Linked DNA regions of Mus musculus: all the other regions are linked to region 4. A link is a contact called in public HiCAR-type, HiChIP or PLAC-seq and promoter capture Hi-C data. All regions are on one chromosome and are shown on one strand. Each heading gives the region's core, a stretch centred on a gene start, on an enhancer-like site or on the middle of the called end of the contact. The rest is flanking DNA. Distances are from core to core; before and after follow the strand shown. Region 1 holds the start of Dnaaf4 (dynein axonemal assembly factor 4). Region 2 holds the start of Gsta4 (glutathione S-transferase, alpha 4). Region 3 holds the start of Lrrc1 (leucine rich repeat containing 1). Region 4 holds the start of Leo1 (Leo1, Paf1/RNA polymerase II complex component). Region 5 holds the start of Fbxo9 (f-box protein 9). Region 6 holds the start of C920006O11Rik (RIKEN cDNA C920006O11 gene).

Evidence for each region. Promoter capture Hi-C pulls out the DNA fragments that hold promoters and counts their contacts. HiCAR-type assays count read pairs that join an accessible place to other places. HiChIP or PLAC-seq counts read pairs in DNA pulled down with a chosen protein or histone mark. Capture Hi-C pulls out chosen DNA fragments and counts their contacts.
Region 1: an H3K4me3 HiChIP or PLAC-seq map of embryonic stem cells shows a contact between it and region 4, with 6 read pairs. The contact joins the promoter of Dnaaf4 here to the promoter of Leo1 in region 4. A contact is called at or near these places in 1 of 39 promoter capture datasets (liver) and 2 of 115 datasets of contacts at active chromatin or transcription factors (embryonic stem cells and stem cell-derived neural progenitor cells).
Region 2: a contact with region 4 is called in a promoter capture Hi-C map of liver, with 3 times the contacts expected there. The contact joins the promoter of Gsta4 here to the promoter of Leo1 in region 4. A contact is called at or near these places in 1 of 39 promoter capture datasets (embryonic stem cells), 1 of 115 datasets of contacts at active chromatin or transcription factors (embryonic stem cells) and 1 of 9 other capture datasets (liver).
Region 3: a contact with region 4 is called in a promoter capture Hi-C map of embryonic stem cells, with 5 times the contacts expected there. The contact joins the promoter of Lrrc1 here to the promoter of Leo1 in region 4. A contact is called at or near these places in 1 of 39 promoter capture datasets (embryonic stem cells) and 5 of 115 datasets of contacts at active chromatin or transcription factors (astrocytes, embryonic forebrain, embryonic stem cells and 2 more).
Region 5: a contact with region 4 is called in a HiCAR-type map of astrocytes, with 5 times the contacts expected there. The contact joins the promoter of Fbxo9 here to the promoter of Leo1 in region 4. A contact is called at or near these places in 1 of 39 promoter capture datasets (erythroid cells) and 3 of 115 datasets of contacts at active chromatin or transcription factors (astrocytes, embryonic stem cells and stem cell-derived neural progenitor cells).
Region 6: an H3K4me3 HiChIP or PLAC-seq map of embryonic forebrain shows a contact between it and region 4, with 10 times the contacts expected there. The contact joins the promoter of C920006O11Rik here to the promoter of Leo1 in region 4. A contact is called at or near these places in 1 of 39 promoter capture datasets (hippocampal neurons), 2 of 115 datasets of contacts at active chromatin or transcription factors (astrocytes and embryonic forebrain) and 1 of 9 other capture datasets (liver).

What each region holds. Positions count from the first base shown.
Region 1 is chr9:72,957,455-72,960,154 of GRCm38.p6, forward strand. It overlaps Dnaaf4 (dynein axonemal assembly factor 4), which reads left to right and starts at 1,331. Exons shown (of 9, transcript NM_026314.3): 1 at 1,331-1,543. The coding sequence starts at 1,421.
Region 2 is chr9:78,190,522-78,193,221 of GRCm38.p6, forward strand. It overlaps Gsta4 (glutathione S-transferase, alpha 4), which reads left to right and starts at 1,445. Exons shown (of 7, transcript NM_010357.3): 1 at 1,445-1,543.
Region 3 is chr9:77,543,278-77,546,127 of GRCm38.p6, forward strand. It overlaps Lrrc1 (leucine rich repeat containing 1), which reads right to left and starts at 1,575. Exons shown (of 14, transcript NM_001146048.1): 1 at 1,188-1,575. The coding sequence starts at 1,346.
Region 4 is chr9:75,440,124-75,442,823 of GRCm38.p6, forward strand. It overlaps Leo1 (Leo1, Paf1/RNA polymerase II complex component), which reads left to right and starts at 1,401. Exons shown (of 12, transcript NM_001039522.1): 1 at 1,401-1,512. The coding sequence starts at 1,455.
Region 5 is chr9:78,107,191-78,110,072 of GRCm38.p6, forward strand. Fbxo9 (f-box protein 9) reads right to left here and starts at 1,466. Exons shown (of 13, transcript NM_023605.2): 1 at 1,101-1,466. The coding sequence starts at 1,103. It also overlaps a transcript of Cilk1 not described here.
Region 6 is chr9:78,174,463-78,177,225 of GRCm38.p6, forward strand. It overlaps C920006O11Rik (RIKEN cDNA C920006O11 gene), which reads left to right and starts at 1,452. Exons shown (of 4, transcript NR_040401.1): 1 at 1,452-1,573; 2 at 2,109-2,280; 3 at 2,537-2,631. It overlaps Rn7sk (RNA, 7SK, nuclear), which reads right to left and starts at 1,171; the gene lies at 840-1,171.

The DNA of each region.
Region 1 (2,700 bases), core at 81-2,580, 2.5 Mb before region 4:
TGCTAGGAACAAGAATAGAATAAAAAGAGGGAAATGGCAAAAAGCAGGATGAAAGTGAAACAAATCAGCAGGATGTTAGGTTCTCTGCTCAGAAGGACTGACAAAGGAGCAGAAGTTTGAGATAATGATCTGCTGACAAAACAGGTCAGGATCAGGAAGGGAGAGATACTAACACCAACTCTACTGATCCTAAACTTTCTGCAATAAATTATGCTGGAGTTTAAACATTTCCCTAAATGCTCTCCAAACTTTTTTTTTCTAGTTTAAAATGCAGCATTCTATGTGCAAATAACTTCTCTAGTACTTAATTACATTTATCATTCACATCAGACTCGCGTAATGTAGAAACTGGGCCTAAGGAAGTAGTGTAGAAGGAGCATTTAGAATAAATGAAAGATCTCAGTCATTTTTCTGCTAACAATGCACATGGCACTAAAGACGTTGGGCTGAACTACACGGCCTTCAAGTTTCTTGGCAGCTGAAGTTCGGTGTGTATTATTGAAGTCCAGTGTAAGCTACTGGGAAATGGATCAGTTTAAATCCAATAGATCCTACTATGGAATTGCAGCAAAGTTTATTGTGAGGCTTTTGGGTCTCAAAAATTGAAGTTTAGGTCCCTTCCCAGGGTTAAGGGAATGTACACACCAGTGCTCCTAGGATGGGTGACGGCGTCAGCCCCTGAACATCAAACGTTGCTTTGTATTTTGAGACAGAATATTTGTGTTTATCAGGGTGGGTCTCCAACTGAGGGCTCTGCTCAAGTCGTGAGATTACAGGCTACCACACAGCAAATGGTCAGAGCAAACCAAACGTCCTGACTCTAAATGTGCCTTGCTGTCACAATGTACACATTCCAGCTCTGCCGACCCATATCCCTCTGCATCCTAAAGCTCCAAGCTTTTTCCTTTCCAGAGCTGGGAATACAACCCAGCCTCTCCCAGGGAGCCACACCACAGCTTCTCTTCTCCTTTAGCAAAAAGTCACTTTAAACTATTTGTATGTAATTAAGTTGTGCCTGCGTGTGAGTGCGGTGCCCTCGGAAGCCAGAAGAGGGTATCAGATTGGAGCTCCTGGCGCTTGAGAGACGCCGAGCACGGGTGCTGAGCCTCGAACTCGGATCCTCTGGGAAGCAGTGCCTGCGCACGGCAGTCTCCTGTCCCCGAGCCCTCTCGTTTCCGTGTTCTGCTCTACTTCGTCCTCATTCTCTCAGAGGCAGCGGGGACACAGATACTCCAGACTCAAGTAGGACTACCGACAACTGCAATACCCAACATAGTGGGAGACCGAGGGTCCTACTGGACCCCTGACCCGGAAGGACCCTAAGGGCCGGAAGTGATGGCAACCCCGCAATCCCCGCTTCCCTAGCAACCCGATCGGCTTCCTAGCGACGTAAAGTGGCTGTGCAGTCCCTGGTCCCGCCATGCCAGTGCGAGTGAGCGAGTTCAGCTGGCAGCAGACGCCGGCCACGATCTTCCTGTCGCTGCCTTTGCGGGGCGTCTGCGTGCGCGATGCTGACGTATTCTGTGGGGAAAGTTACCTGAAGGTGGGCGGGGCGGAGATGCAGTTGCTGTGCGCCCCGGGAGCAGGAGCTGTCTTGTAGAGTGTCCATGGCTTTACTTTTTTAAAGTTAATTTTTAATTTACATTTTTTACCCTTAATTAATTTATTTTTGTTATGCTAAGGATCAAACCCAGCATCCTGTGTATGCCAAGCCACTGAGCTACATCTCTAGTAACTATGTATATATTAAATGTATGAATGCGTGCATTCATGAGTGTGCATCAGGTGTGTGCAAATGCCTGCGAAGGCCAGAAGAGGGGGGTCAGATCTCCTAGAACTAGAGTTACAGATGGTTGTGAGCCACGCAGGATGGAAGAATAAGTGCTCTTAACCACTGAACCATCTCTCCAGCCCCAATAGCTACAGGGGTGTGAGCAGGGTGGAGGGTGTCTTATTCTGTAGCCCACACTGGCAATCCTCCTGCCTCAGACTTCCAAGTGTTGGGATTAATGGGATGCTCTCCCATCCCTGGCTAAACCTCAACTTAAAGTTGATAAACAAGTCTAAAGCTGCTGAGATGGGCCAATGAGTTAATGCACTACCACCAAGCCTGACAGCTGCAGTTCCGTCCCCAGAAAGGAGAAAACCAATTTCTCACAATTCTCTGACCTCCTCCTGCGTGCCATGGCACTCAGACCCACACACATGCGCACAACGTTGTCATTAAAACAACAGCTGGGCAGTGGTGGTGCTCACCTTTAATCCCAGCACTTGGGAGGCAGAGGCAGGCGTATTTCTGAGTTCGAGGCCAGCCTGGTCTACAGAGTGAGTTCCAGGACAGCCAGGGCTACACAGAGAAACCCTGTCTCGAGAAACCAAAAAACAAAGCAAAACAAAACCAACCATCCAACCAACCAACCAAACAAAAATATCTAAAAAAAAAAAACAAAAAAACCAAACCAACAACAAAAACAAATCTGTTGTCAGTGTGGTGTCATCTAGACATATTCAGGTTCCAGATTTGCTTTCATCTATTGCGTCCTCATATGCTTTGCTAAATTATGCTGCCTGGAATAAATTCAGTGGGGTTTTGAGAAACATTTTACACACACACACACACACACACCGGGATGGAGAAGGGGAGGGCTGGCTTCAAACTGGCTCCCTCACTTCGTAGCTGAGAATGGCCTGGGATGTCTG
Region 2 (2,700 bases), core at 195-2,694, 2.8 Mb after region 4:
AGTCTAGGGAGCAAATTCCAGGGCTGCCGGGCTAGACCAGAGAAAGCCTGTCTTGGGGGGCCGGGGGTGGGGGTGGGGGCAGAGAGCAGAAAAAGGAAACTTAGTCAATATGGAAAAAGAACAGGGATCCAGGCATCCAGGGACACACCCATCTTCCCCACCTCAAGTCCATCTTCCAGGTACTGAAGTGAGTTCAGAGTTTAACCAGAGAGCCTCAGGCACGCACATCTAAGCGGTCCTGGTCTAGGCAGTGGTCACGTGTGCTCACTGCTTTTCTGTGCTTCAGTCTCATCTTGTAAGACGTTCTGACTAACTCTTAGAAACTGTGCCAAAGGAATGTTTCCCAGGAGACAAGATCCCCCTCTGACTGGATTCCTGGGGAGTGTCCCTTTTCTTTGAGGTCCATTGTTTCCGTAGTCTGATAGTCGGACTGAGAGACACAAAGTGTCTCTTTTCAAATGTATTTTTGCCAGCCTGTTACAGAAACGTAAGCCATTTTGCATTGGGGCAACTGGTTTGAGGGGCAGCACTTTTAAAGAGGTGATAAGGTGGATGAGGGCTCCGCTGTCACGAGTGAATTAATGTCACTGAGGAGCGGGTTAGGTACTGAAGAACTAGCTTGCCTCAGTTTTAGGCTTCAAAGCCGTCCTACAGTAAAGACAAACTAGGTTTATTCCTGTTCATGACTGTACCTCTGTTTCTCAAAGGCAGAGCTATGCCCCACCTGTAACCTTAACTACAAACGGTTCTTGATGGGCTGCCTATGACTGTTCCAGGAATGGCGGTCATGCCTTTTTAACCATCTGCCCCATTCTACAGGGTAAAATGAAAGGGGAAAAAATTCTTTAAGGAGAAAGAGAGGGAGGGGGCAAAGTTTCCCATTCATCGGGAGTCCACCCCTAAGGTGAATGCACGAGCTTGCCGCTTTCTCTCTCGTCAAGGGAGGGCACACTTTTTTTTTTCTTTTATTTTACCCCATCCTCAGCAAGTGAAAGAAAGCCCCTCAATTTTGGCTTGCCCAACCTCCAGAACTGTACGTCTCTAATTTGTTTTCAAAAATAAAGTCTTGAGTGTCTATTTTAGCATCACAAGAATGGACCACAGCACGATGCTCCCAGTCGCTGATTCCTCTCTACTGTACTTTTGTTGGCAATGAATACAATGAATTCACAAATCTGCAAGCTCTAACCTTTCAATAGGTTGATGTTATAGTTATTTTGAATACAGTGCATTTATCTGAACTGCTTATATTACTGGGTTCCCCCGTAGAGAATGTAAACACTTCCAGCACAGGAATCGGAGTCCTCGCGTCAGCACCCCCAAAGAGTGTACTCAGTAATGAGTCAGCGAAAACTTTTAGAGCAAACCTGTTCTTCTCCCCGGGAAACAAAGCGTTAACCAACGTGCCTAGGGGGCGTGTACATTTCTTAAATGTTCAATGGCTGGTGGGCGGAGCTTCCAAAACGACCTGCAGGACGGTGAACTTTCGCTCGCAGAACCGCTTCTTTCCAGTGCCTGGAGACAACAATCCCACAAGAATAAGGTGAGTGAGTGCGTACATGTGTGTGCGTGCGTGTGTGTGTGTGTACTCCTCTTGCACTGAGTAGTTACATAATTTTGCTAAAGCTACAGTTTATAATCCGCAATTGTTTTAACTTTGTGATTTATTTGCTGTTCACTATCTCAAAGCTTGTTTAGGCCAAATAAAAGGCACAAATTTTTTCTGCCTAGTAGATGAGCGGTTGGTATGGTCTAAAGGTCTTGGTAGGGTTCGTTTTCTCTGCCATTTAAGTAATTAAAAGGCAGGAGGAATTTCAACTGCAACAGATAGCAGTGAAGAAATCTCAAACCCTGCAGACAGGAGCAGAGACTCAGCAGCTGAAGAAGGGGGCTTGCTGGAGGCAAGCAACCACCCACATGCAGCAGACACACAGAGAAAAGATCTGCAACACTGAAGCCACAAAATCTAAAAATCCCCGATCTCTTCTCGAGGGCTGGATTTGTTTGTTTGTTTGTTTGTTTAGTCTCTGAAGACCCCCCCCCCCCAATATAGGGTAATCACTTTAAAGAAAAGAAGTTTCTCTGGCCTGTGACTCTCGTGTAAACCAGCCCTAATCCAGATGGCCTAGAAGGTGTTGAGTTAGTCCCTCAGCAGTGGCCTGCTGCTGGGAGGTAAAAGCCTGCAAGGCCCTGGTTTTAAGGGGCCAGGCTTTTGTCTCAGCCTGGAGGGTATAGAAGAAGCCAGCCATCTTGGAAGTTCATCAGGTTTCTTACATATCCATGGCCCCTCTCCCTGTCTGTCTAACTTCTAGTCTCTCATGATTCTGAAGAAAATAGCAAATGGACATCTATCCAATGGACACGCGTGCGTTGTCTGTGCACAGCTTAAGTATGACTGGGCACACCAAAACACCCTCACACATTATAACTTCAAAAGTTGAAGAGACCTGAGAAACCTGCACATCAAATCCTACACTCTCCTGGCCCTGTGTGGAGTCAGAGCAGTTAGCACTCCCTCCCTGTGACGATGCTCGTGTGTGTGTGTGTGTGTGTGTGTGTGTGTGTGTGTGTGTGTGTGTGTGTGTGTGTGTGTGTGTGTGTGTGTGTGTGTGTGTGTGTGTGTGTGTACGTACTCGGGAGCGCAAATGCCAGCCTTGGGAACAAGAAAGCAGCATCCCGTAGCCTCCCCTGAGACTCATA
Region 3 (2,850 bases), core at 325-2,824, 2.1 Mb after region 4:
CAAGACGAACTTCACTCGAGATGTTGAGAGAAACACACTTGTGATTTTCTAAACTCTGTCAGCACTGGCGATCGTTATCAGTCCGTGTTCCAACAAACCAGACATCTGATCAGAGTTTCTTTGAAAATGGCAGGACATCATCAGCGGTAACAAAGGACAAACAAGGTACTTGCATTCCGAGGCTCGGGCCTTTAGGCTCTCTCCGGGCCTCCCAGCGGACTTCCATTTCCTGCACCTCTGGATTGCCACTGGCTTACTTCCTCCTTACACCTGGGTAAAGGATGCGTCCTCCTTAACAGTTAAAGCTAGAATCCCGAGGCAAATTCAAGGGTTAAAAGTTCAGCGTCTAACCCCAGCAGGGCCTAGAAGCACAATCAGTATCTGTCACAGGCCAAGTTCGGTGCGGCAGATGATTAATTTTCATAAACAACTCTGAAAAGATATGGCATTAGTGATAGGACAGACCCAAGCAAGCTCTGTGGTGGCGGAAAGGCAGCAAGCAGGGCTGACTCGCAGCGGGAGCCACTACACACGTTCATCGCAGTTCCAACCACGCAACAGGTCCACGCACGCAGTGCACCAGCGGCGGGAACCTGGGCACCTGCAGCAGTTCTCCTCCTGCCCAGCACCCCAATGCGGCCACGGGGCTACCGAAGCGGACCAAGCGCCATCTCTCCAGGGCATAGCCCACAGAGATAAGGCCCGGAGCACATTCCTTACAGATGCCAAGATATACTAAAGCTTACTTTCGCGCTGCTGGGTCCCCACATCCTCTGGGACCTGCGTTAGCCCAAAATGAGGAGCTCCAAGCCACTAGCTGGAGAATTGGCTGCTAGCCGATCGCCCCGGGGCGTGATGGGGCGCATGGTCGCCCCCAGCTGGGAACAGTGTGAGCTACCTGGCTTCTCACCTAACCGGCATTAGTTCCCAGACGTGGATCTAAGCCACTTAGTGGACCAGAACGTTTCTCCACTAGCCATGTAACTACTTGTTAAATACCAAGTCTTTCGGTATAAATGAAAAACAACTTTTATTGGAGGATGGGTTTAATCGGGAAGCAGGGGAGGGGGGCACAGGGAGGGCTGAGGGCAGTAGTGGGACCCCGCTGGCCAGAGTCTCCCAGAGCGAAGCAGTCAGCGGAGGAGCGCACGGACCCGGCCACCGCGCCAGGTGAGGCGGGCACTCACCTCGGGGAGCTCCCGGAGCTGGTTGGCGTCCAGCAGCAGCTCCTCCAGGCTGCGGGCATAGCGGTAGATCTCCTCGGGGACGTAGACCAGCGAGCAGTGGCGCTTGTCGATGGCCTCCACATGACGGTTGCACCGCCACAGGGGAATGCAGTGGAACATCGCCGCCTCCACCACCAGAGCCGTGTCCCGCCGAGCCGCGGAGCCCGGGGCTCGGAGCCCGCTCCGCCCGGCCGCCCCGCTGCTCCCCGCCCGCCGCCCGCTCCAAGCTCGTTGCTGGCTCCAAGCTCGCTCGCGCCTCGCAAGGACTCCACCGTCCCGAACGTTCTGAGGAAGCCGCGGGAACCCTCGCCGCGTCCCGCGCCTTCGCCACAGTCGCGAGCGTCCCCTCCCACCGCCCCCTCCGCCGCGCTCCGCTTCCTACTCGCGGCCGCCGCGCACTGGGCATGCGCACTCGGCGGCACGCAGAGGGCGTGTCCCGGCCGGGGATGCTCCGCTCCGGGTTTTCCTGGAGACCCGGCTCCCGGGAGGGTCGGGAGACGGTGCTCCTGCGGTCCTCTCCTCCGCGGGGAGTCGCACAGTGTGCGATTCTGGAGGGAGCCGCGCCCCAAAAAGCTCCTAAGGAGGGCAGGGACCGAAGGCCAGAAGGAGCAGAACAACTTCGGAGTTTTCATTTTACTCACCGTGCTTTTTTTTTTCTTGCTCCCCTTCCCCAAAACAACTTTCTCTTCCGGGGTCAGGAAGTACCGCCCCGCCGAGTACCTTGAGCGCGGGGTAATGAAGGAGTCGGTTCTGGCTTTCCGACACCCCCTCCTCCTAACCCCCGTTTGTGCCCTGTGTCTGCGCACACTCGCTGGCAGGCCCTACGACCTGAGAGCATCTTTGGTGAGCAGGACTTATCTGAGATGTACGTGTCACCAACTTCCTGGTGCCAACAAAAGCATGGATGTCCGTCTTCAAAAATCTTCTAAAAGATGCTCCGAGAAGAAAGGAGATGGCAAAGGTGCGCTTCAGCATTAGCTCCACCTTAGCCAGATGTGCTTTGGGGGCTAACCTGGGCTGAGGTACAGAAAGCACTGGTGCAGGAAGGCAGATGAACCTCCAATAGCTGGCTCCTGTATTTCTTCAACAGCACCCTGCGTCTTACAAAGGGGAGATTGCAACCCACGCTGTAGTTTGGGGCGGGGAGCCCCAAATTTCTTCCTTTGCTCCTCAGAGGTTCCCGTTACCACAGCCAGACATTTGAACCCCTTTTCTTCTGTTTTCAGAGTCAACGATACAAACTAACCAAACTCACTCCACATGAACAGTTGATGACTCCGTTTTAGGCCAAATACAATAGCTAATAGACTGTTTTAAGAGTCTTCTCTGACTCCCCACCCAGCAAAGGAAGCCTTATGCTCCCTCAGCTCAAATCTGGAGTCACCAACATCACAATATGCAGAAGATTGAAAATTGAGCTTGCTTAGTAACCAAGGCAGAGTTTGCTCTGAAACTTTTTTTCATTGTCTCTTCAGTATTTTTAACTGCACAGGGCACTTGCCCAGGGGGAGAGGGGGAGAGATACATAAAGGTTTCGTCTCTATCAGGAGGATCTCTTGTCTTGATTGATGAAGGAGGAAATTTGACCTGTTTTTACCTCAGGATTATCACCTAGACTTGATGG
Region 4 (2,700 bases), core at 151-2,650:
CAGATATGTATGCAAAGTAAAGCACCCATGCACATTTAAAGAAATAAAATTAAAAATAAATTTATTTTAATAAATGTAATTTAAAGAAGAGATCAGAAATGAGCAAATACTGCCAGAAACTAACCTAATACTACTGAAAGCTTCATCCTTAGTAATCCAGGCTGTCTTTGTGGCCCCAGCTGGCCTCAAATTCTCAGTTGTCTTCCTGCCTCAGCCTCCCATATTGGGATTTCTAGTCCTAAATCTTTTATTTTTCCCCAGTGCAGATTGAATTTGAACCCTCACTCATAATAGGCAAGCTCTGTACAGAGCTACTTTCCATGTGCCTAGAGGCCAAAGGCCGATTTCCAGTGTATTCTTGAAATGCTCTTCACCCCACCAGGCAGCACCTTACTTTTTTTTATTTTTTTTCCCCCAGACAGAATCTCTATGTATAGCCCTGGCTGTCCTGCTGTCCTGGAACTCGCTATGTAGACCAGGCTGGCCTAGACACCACCATCCAGCATCTGTATTTTAAGACAAGGTCCTTTATTGGACCTGAGAGCTGGGATTACAGATGTTGGAAGCCGTGCCTGAGTTTAAGTAGGTGCTGGATTTTCGGAAAACAGATCTTTAGTCTTTAAGGGCAAGTCATTTACCGACAAGCGATCTCACCAGGTCTTTTTTTTTTTTTTTTTTTTTTTTTTTAAAGATTTATTTATTTATTGTATGTAAGTACACTGTAGCTGTCTTCAGACACTCCAGAAGAGGGAGTCAGATCTCATTACAGATGGTTGTTAGCCACCATGTGGTTGCTGGGATTTGAACTCCAGACCTTTGGAAGAGCAGTCGGGTGCTCTTACCCACTGAGCCATCTCACCAGCCCTTTTTTTTTTTTTTTTTTTAAGGGTGGGGGTTCTCAAGGATCCCACGCTGCTCTTGAAGTTGCTATGCAGTTGATGATGAATTTGGGTTTCTGACCCTTTGCTTCTAGAGTGCTGGATTACAGGCGTGCACCACTAACTACTCCAGGCTAGAGCTCTCAATGACTTATTTCTTATTCTTCTGCCACAGGATCTACGTATGTAGACATATGCTGGCTGGCTGGCTGGAACTCGCTTTGTAGACGAACCTGGCCTGGTATTCACAGAGATCTGCCTCCCCAGAGCAGAGCGACCACACCCACCCTCAACTATTTTTAAGAAACCTGGCCGCAGCTGACAGGTCGTAAACAAGTCTGACCCGCATCCCAAGCTCCGCACAGCGTGCGAGCGGGCTAACGGAGTAGCGGGCGAGCGCAGACACCGGGGCGGGGGTGGAGGGGGTGGGGGCGGAGCCAGCCGAGTGCTGGAGAAAACTAGGTCACAAAAGTAAAGTAGGTCTTTGTGCGGCTCTTTACGACACGTCGTGTTTGGACGGGTCTGGCCGTAAAGCAGGCTCGAGCCGAGCAAGCCAAGGCCGCGGACCAAGCTGCTATGGCGGACATGGAGGACCTCTTCGGGAGCGAAGCTGAGAGCGAGGCCGAGCGCAAAGGTGCGGCGGACGGGCGGGCGGGCGGGCGGGCGAGCTCCGCGGATGGGCACATGGGGCGTCGGGTTGCTTTTCGGCCGGAGGCGCGGCGCCGGGCAACGCGAAGTCCCCAAGCTCTTGCCCAGCGCCCCCTGCATGCCCGGCGGTGCCCGCCTCTCCCGGGGAGACCGCCGCGGAGTCAGTGCCTGGAGGATCAGGGACCGGCCTGGACTCCTGGGGGAGCAGAAGGGAGGACGTGTGGCCTGCGCCCCTCCGTGCATACATGGCCAATTGAAAGGGTGGCTGGCAGTGAATGAGTGGAGACATGTTCAACTGCCCATCGGGCGCGGTAACGCCCCGTGTGAAAGGGCGAGTTGATGGGAGAGTGTAGATGCCCCTGAAGGGTCTGGGAGGGATCAGGTTGGAGTTCTACAGAAGGACTACGCACTGGCGATGGGTGCCCTTGGAGAGCCTGTGCGGAAAGCCAGTTTCCTTGTCTGTGATGTAAGAATGGGGAAACTTGTGGAGTGTTTGGAGAGGAGTGACAGGATTTGGTGATGAATGAATGAATGATGGTTCATGGGGGGCATTTCTGGCACAGGTCTACGAATATCTGAATTTGAGATGTGAATAGAAGAATGAGGAAAGATCCGAGATGAACTTCAGAATTCTTGCAGCCCCCCCAGGCCCAAATTAACTTCTATACATGTCATTTTCCTTGCCCCTCCCCCCATTCGTCACCAACTCCAGTTTGTATGTAATTACTCCAGTTGTGGAGGGAGCACTAAGTAAAAGTACAGAGAACTAAACTCTTCCTGTGCCCGGCTTTGCTCATAGTTTATTCTCTGTGTCTTCGAGGCACAATTCTGTGTACACCTTCCCATGTTTTCCATGAAGCGTTTCATTCATTCAGTAAACAAGGATCCCTATCATCTCCTGGCCACCTTGCTAGGGGTTGGGAATGTAATCATGAGAAGACAGGTTCCCGCTCCCCAGCTTAGTGCTTAACGCTTAGTGCTTTTTTGCATCCACTGGTGAAAGCGTCGTTTAGTAAGATGTACCTGTAGTGCTTTCTCATAGCCACCCATAGCTTAGGGAAGTGGAGTGTACAGATGATTGCAGTTCTACGCTTTCTTCCCCTCCCCTTTCTTCCCTTTTAAAAACTTCTTTTAAGGTCATGGCAGTTTTCTTCCATTTTACCATTGAGTTAGT
Region 5 (2,882 bases), core at 216-2,715, 2.7 Mb after region 4:
TAGCACACACTTTAAAACATTAATTTAAGGAGAGGGAGAGAGGGAGGGAGAGAGAGAGAGATCTGTAAAGAGAATTAGTGATTCTGAATTCTGGGTCATCTTTTCAGATGTGATTAAAAGTTTATCACAGATCACAGTTAATAGGTTTGCTAATATTGAAGATCTGGTACTGCACCAAACCCCACACCATGCCAGGCTAGTCGGAGGCTCAAAAATAACTAGTTGAATACAGAATGCCTATCTCAGAACAGAATCCATTGTTAACCTTGATTTTGACAGTAGGAACTGGAATTTTACTACATTTAGTCGATTTTAATCCCACTTGAAATAAGCAGGAGCTTAGTTAATCATCAGTATTTTCATAGTTGAAAATTACTCAAGCATCATGGTATAGTTTAGTGGGTTAGTTTCTTCGCAGATGAGATTAACTGAACATAAAGAAGGTTAAGGGCTTAATCGTGGTTTGAGGACTACTTTTGAAAGTTTAGAAGAAGAATCAATTAGTGTGTTTTCTGTGCACCAGACTAGTTTCATAAAATAAACCGTTGCAGCCAATTCATGTTAAAAAAAAAAAAAAAGCCACTTGAGTGTTCTCCCAGTCAGTCTGGTATCTTTCATTCTTAAATCATCCAGCCCTAGCCGGAAACTAGTTTCTTAAGTCACTGCAGAGCCTACATACTCCATGCAACAGTCCCGTGAGACCGGAGCTGTCACACATGGAGCTTGGCGCAGTCTCTCCGTCCGCACAGCAGAGAAGCGGCTTAGGCCCTCGCTATCAAGAAACTTGGCAAGAATCCCTCCAAGTCCAGTTTGCCAGCACTGCCTGCGAATATCCTACCAGGGCCACTGACACCTCGAGGGCGTGCGTCCCAAACGTGGAGCTCCCGAAATCATCTATGGGCCGGGCTGCCAGAACAGAAGCGATCAACAAGTGTCACCGCTTGCCAGGGCCACCTCCCTTGTGCAGAAGCCAGGACAGGTCACCTGAGACCCGACTCCCAGCTCGGACAGTCTGGAGTGACCGAAGCGGGCCTTTCCTCGGCTATCCGTCAAACCCTGCCCTCACCACCCGGCCCTTGCTGCCCTCCCTCCTCGGTTACCATGCTGGCCGGCGGCCGGCCCAGTCGAGGGGCTTCCCGCGCCCGGCTCCCGGAGGGGTGGCGGCTGCCCGGTGTCTACTCCTGCCCGTCTGCTGCAGCGCGGCTTAGCAGAGTTCTCGGTCGGAGAAGCGCACCAGGCAGCGGCAATAACTGCGGGCCCGGCGTACGGCAGCCATTTTCGCGGGACAGGGGGCCGGAGGCAGGCGCGCTGCGGCGGCCGGGGACTCGAGCTGCGGAGGGGTCGCCGGTCGCCAGCGGAGGCCGAGCACCGAGCGAAGAGCTGAGCGTCGGCCCAGCAGGAGACGTCTGGACGCAGCGGCGGAGCTGCCTGCTCTGCTGCGGAAACTGCGCCGCCGCGCCGCGCATGCGCAATGCCGTCGTCGCCGTCGCCGCCGCCTGCTTGGCTACCAGCCACCCGTCGCGAGCTAGGGTGATGGGCCTACTGTGTGCAGCCGTCGGTGGAGCTAAGCTGGCCCGCCTCACTCAGCCCGCCTGTTTGATGCTGAGAACACCCAGGCAGGAAGGAGCAGACGTTAGCTCAAAATGTTTGAACCTGAATTTGGAGTAGAGCCCCCTGAGTCGATCCTAATTGGACATTAGGGGACAGTACTTTAGGCGCCCTGGACACTGGGTGCCCTGTCAGAATGAGAAAAGAGAGCGAAAACTCAACAATCATTGAACCCCACAGACTCTGAACCGAAGAAAACGTACGCTCATGTGTGCAGCCGGAGAGTGGTAACAGCCAACGCAAGTCACGTCGAACTACAGATCCCACAATACAACGGGGGAAGGACGGCCCTTTTCAAGGCCTGAAACCCGACTCCTGAAGGAGTGGACACTACAAGGGACGCTGGGATTTGTAGTCAAATGTTCCACGTTGAGCCGGAACTTACACCCACCCACCCCCAACCCGGTGCCACTTCTTACAGTCCAAACATCCGATTCCACGTCAATAGAAGGCACTTGGATTGCACATTTTAGAACTTTTTCACCTACAGGCATATGCTAGCAAAACTTACGGGCTTCCTGGCCTCTGACAGACATTTAGACAACATTTATTGAGTTTCTGTAAGTGTTAGAACCTAACAGCCAGGACGCTACATTCACCCGACTTCACAGAACTTAAAATTTTATTGTGCTACTTTATTCTGGAGCTCAGAAATGAAGTACGTCTTCGGCAAAGACATGGAGGTAAAAGGGGAGGGGTGCAACTTGATTACAGTAAGAAATTGCAAATCCTGTGTATGTTGTCTATTTAGTTAGTTTGTATTCCACTGAGTCCAGTTAATGCTGGAATATTGCCTTATCTTTTGGGCCTGATTTTGTAGAAATTATCATAATTTCAGTAGGCTGATGAATACACCTGTCGTGACATATCCAAAAGACAGCATCTCGGAACACTCTTTCCTGTCCCCGGGCTCTTACATTCTCTCCACCCCATCTTCTTTAATGTTCCCGGAGCTGGGGGCTGGGGAGTGGATATAGATATGTCCCATTTAGGGCTGAGCACTGTCACCTATTCTCGGCAGATTTTGTAAATAATGGAATCCACCTCTAGGTGGAGACTGTCCTTGGCTCCTCCCTTATAGACTAATCTAGTGGGATATAGGTCAGGGACTTGGCCCATGGGATTACCCCTAGGAAGGTGAAATCAATTTAAGACAATGTCATTTTTCTTCCAGAATCTAGGGTGTCATTCCCTAGAAGCCACCATGAGATTCAGGCAGAACCAGGTAAACTTTTTCTAGCTAGAGACCAAGAATGCTTTTACATTCCTTAACT
Region 6 (2,763 bases), core at 202-2,701, 2.7 Mb after region 4:
AAATGGGATGACTTTGCTCATTACCTTCTCCATTTTCCTCCTTCAGCAGCTTAAAGTTACAGCCTACCTGTCCTGGGTGTTTGCCTTTTCGAGTGTAATAGCATTTGTCCTAATAACATTTTTTTAAATAAATAAATTTAAGCAGGGACTGGTAAATAGGCTCATGCTCTTATTTCCAGAGTTTGGGAGGCAGGCAGATCTCTAAATTCAATGCTACCCTGGTCTACAGAGAAAGTCCCTGAACAGCTAGGGCCACACAGAGGAAACCTGAAACAAACAAACAAGTAACTAAATAAATGTTTAAAACAAGAGAGAGAGAGAGAGAGAGAGAGAGGAAGGAAGAAGGAAGGAAGGAAGGAAGGAAGGAAGGAAGGAAGGAAGGAAGAAAGAGAGAGGTGGGGTAGAACTGTTCCCAGACAGAATCTTTGTTACGACTGCTTGGAACCTTCACCTGAACTCATATTCTCTCTCTCTCTCTCACACACACACCTTTTAAACATATTTACATCTCTATTTACATCTATTAACATAACAGAATTTTTAAAGATTTAAAAAATTTTTAATTAAAAAAAAATTTTTTTCCTGTCTCTAGCTGCATAGTCGGCCATCAGTGGAAAGAGAGGCCCTTTGGTCGTGCAAACTTTATATGCCTCAGTACAGGGGAATGACAGGGCCAAGAAGTGGGAGTGGGTGGGAAAGCGTGTGGGGGACTTTTGGGATAGGATAGCATTGGAAATGTAAATGAAATAAATACCCAATTAAAAAAATAAAAATATATATTTTTTTTAAGTTAAAGAATAAAATAAAGTTTTAAACGAAAATTAAATTGCAGGAACTACAAAAGAAAGGCAGACTGCCACATGCAGCGCCTCATTTGGATGTGTCTGGAGTCTTGGAAGCTTGACTACCCTACGTTCTCCTACAATGGACCTTGAGAGCTTGTTTGGAGGTTCTAGCAGGGGAGCGCAGCTACTCGTATACCCTTGACCGAAGACCGGTCCTCCTCTATTCGGGGAAGGTCGTCCTCTTCGACCGAGCGCGCAGCTTCGGGAGGGACGCACATGGAGCGGTGAGGGAGGAAGGGGACACCCGCCTAGCCAGCCAGATCAGCCGAATCAACCCTGGCGATCAATGGGGTGACAGATGTCGCAGCCAGATCGCCCTCACATCCGAGAGTAAGCAGGCTCTTGGTAGGTATATAAGGCCATAGAATTTTGTAACTTTACACATGTGGTGACCTTATGTAGCCGACTGTACTTGATATTATAACAAATCCTGAATCCGTTTTAGGGTTAAATAATCCTTTTTATACTCGCTTCGTTCTAAGTTTAAATTAAAATACTTAAATTTAGGATGTTTTTACTGTTAACCAAAATGCTTTGGGGCTATGCAAAATACAACAGTTTGGATTGGTTAAACCTTCCGAAGCCCCGCCCCCGACGGCCATGTCTATTCTACGGCCCGGCTCTGCTCCTGGCCCAGGCGCCCGTGTCCGGTGCGGTCCCATACGAGATGGGTTCTCTGCCTTCGGTGCGTGTCGGCGCCTCTGCCAAGGCGGAGCGGACGGCGAAAGGTAGACCCAGCGCATCTCCAGCTTCACGAGACTCACGCGGCCTTCCGTGGGCCGTAATCGTCTGTCTCCCTCTGTGGCCGAAGTGACACACCGAAGCGAGTAAAAAGCTAATTCCTAGAACAGTGTGATGCACCCGGCCCTCCGTTGGCTTCCCGTGCCCTTTGTAGCTAAATTTGGAAAATCCTGAGTTTCTCAAAGTCCAAGAACTTTATAATGTGCACTGCTAGGCTAATACCTTTACAACGAATGCCCCCCAGCTTCCCTGAATCGGAATGTGAAAGTGACACACTGAAAACCAAGGCTAAGGGTTCTGTCCTTTCTTTCACGTGTTAAAATGGTGGCATCTTTTTAATGCGCGAGGGAAAACGCAACAACAATAATAAAACACTCCTCCCAAATCCTGAACATTCAGTTATGTCCAGAAAATTGGGATGAAGATAGGACTTTGCTTTACCGCTCTGTACTGCGTTCGGGTTTTTTGTTTGTTCGGTTTGTTGTTTGGTTTTTGGTTTAGTTTGGTTCGTTTGTTTTCCAGAAAGGCCGAAAGCCATCGTGACGTCGAGGCACAAGCTCCACTGTCCTAACAGTAGAGGTCGCATGGAGTTCGTGAGACGGGCATTAGCTGCCGCTGGAGCTGTACCCAGCCCACCGTATTTTCACAAATTAGCCAGACAATACGCCTTCTCTTCGCATCACTACTGGTCCGGGTCAGCCATAAGATCCTTCCTGTTAGGGACTTTTCTTTGAACTAAGATGTAATTAACGGGATTCATTACCCCTTTTAAGTTACCCTTGGTTTCTACGAGGGATAACAGGTAATAAGGACAAAGGGAAGTAATGTAAATTTTGTCAGTTTTATTGATTATACACCCTCTAGGTGAATTTTCTGTACCTGCGTTGCACGGTTGGAAGCCTTGTTTCCTGGCCTGCGAGTGCAAGTTTTGCTTTTGTTCTATTCTTCAGCTTCCTGTGGAGATTTTCAGATACAAGCAAACAAAACATTGCATAACTCTGTGTGCAGCCCTTACCCGGATGTGTGCAGCTTTAGGGTGTGCTTGGTATGTCTCCTGCCTCCTCTTGGTTTGTGGGAGTCTTTCCTCCTAACATAGTTTCATATGGGAGTGCCACGATTTGGTATTTATTTCCAACGGGTAAAGGTTATCACACCCACCAAAAAATCTGCAAGGCTT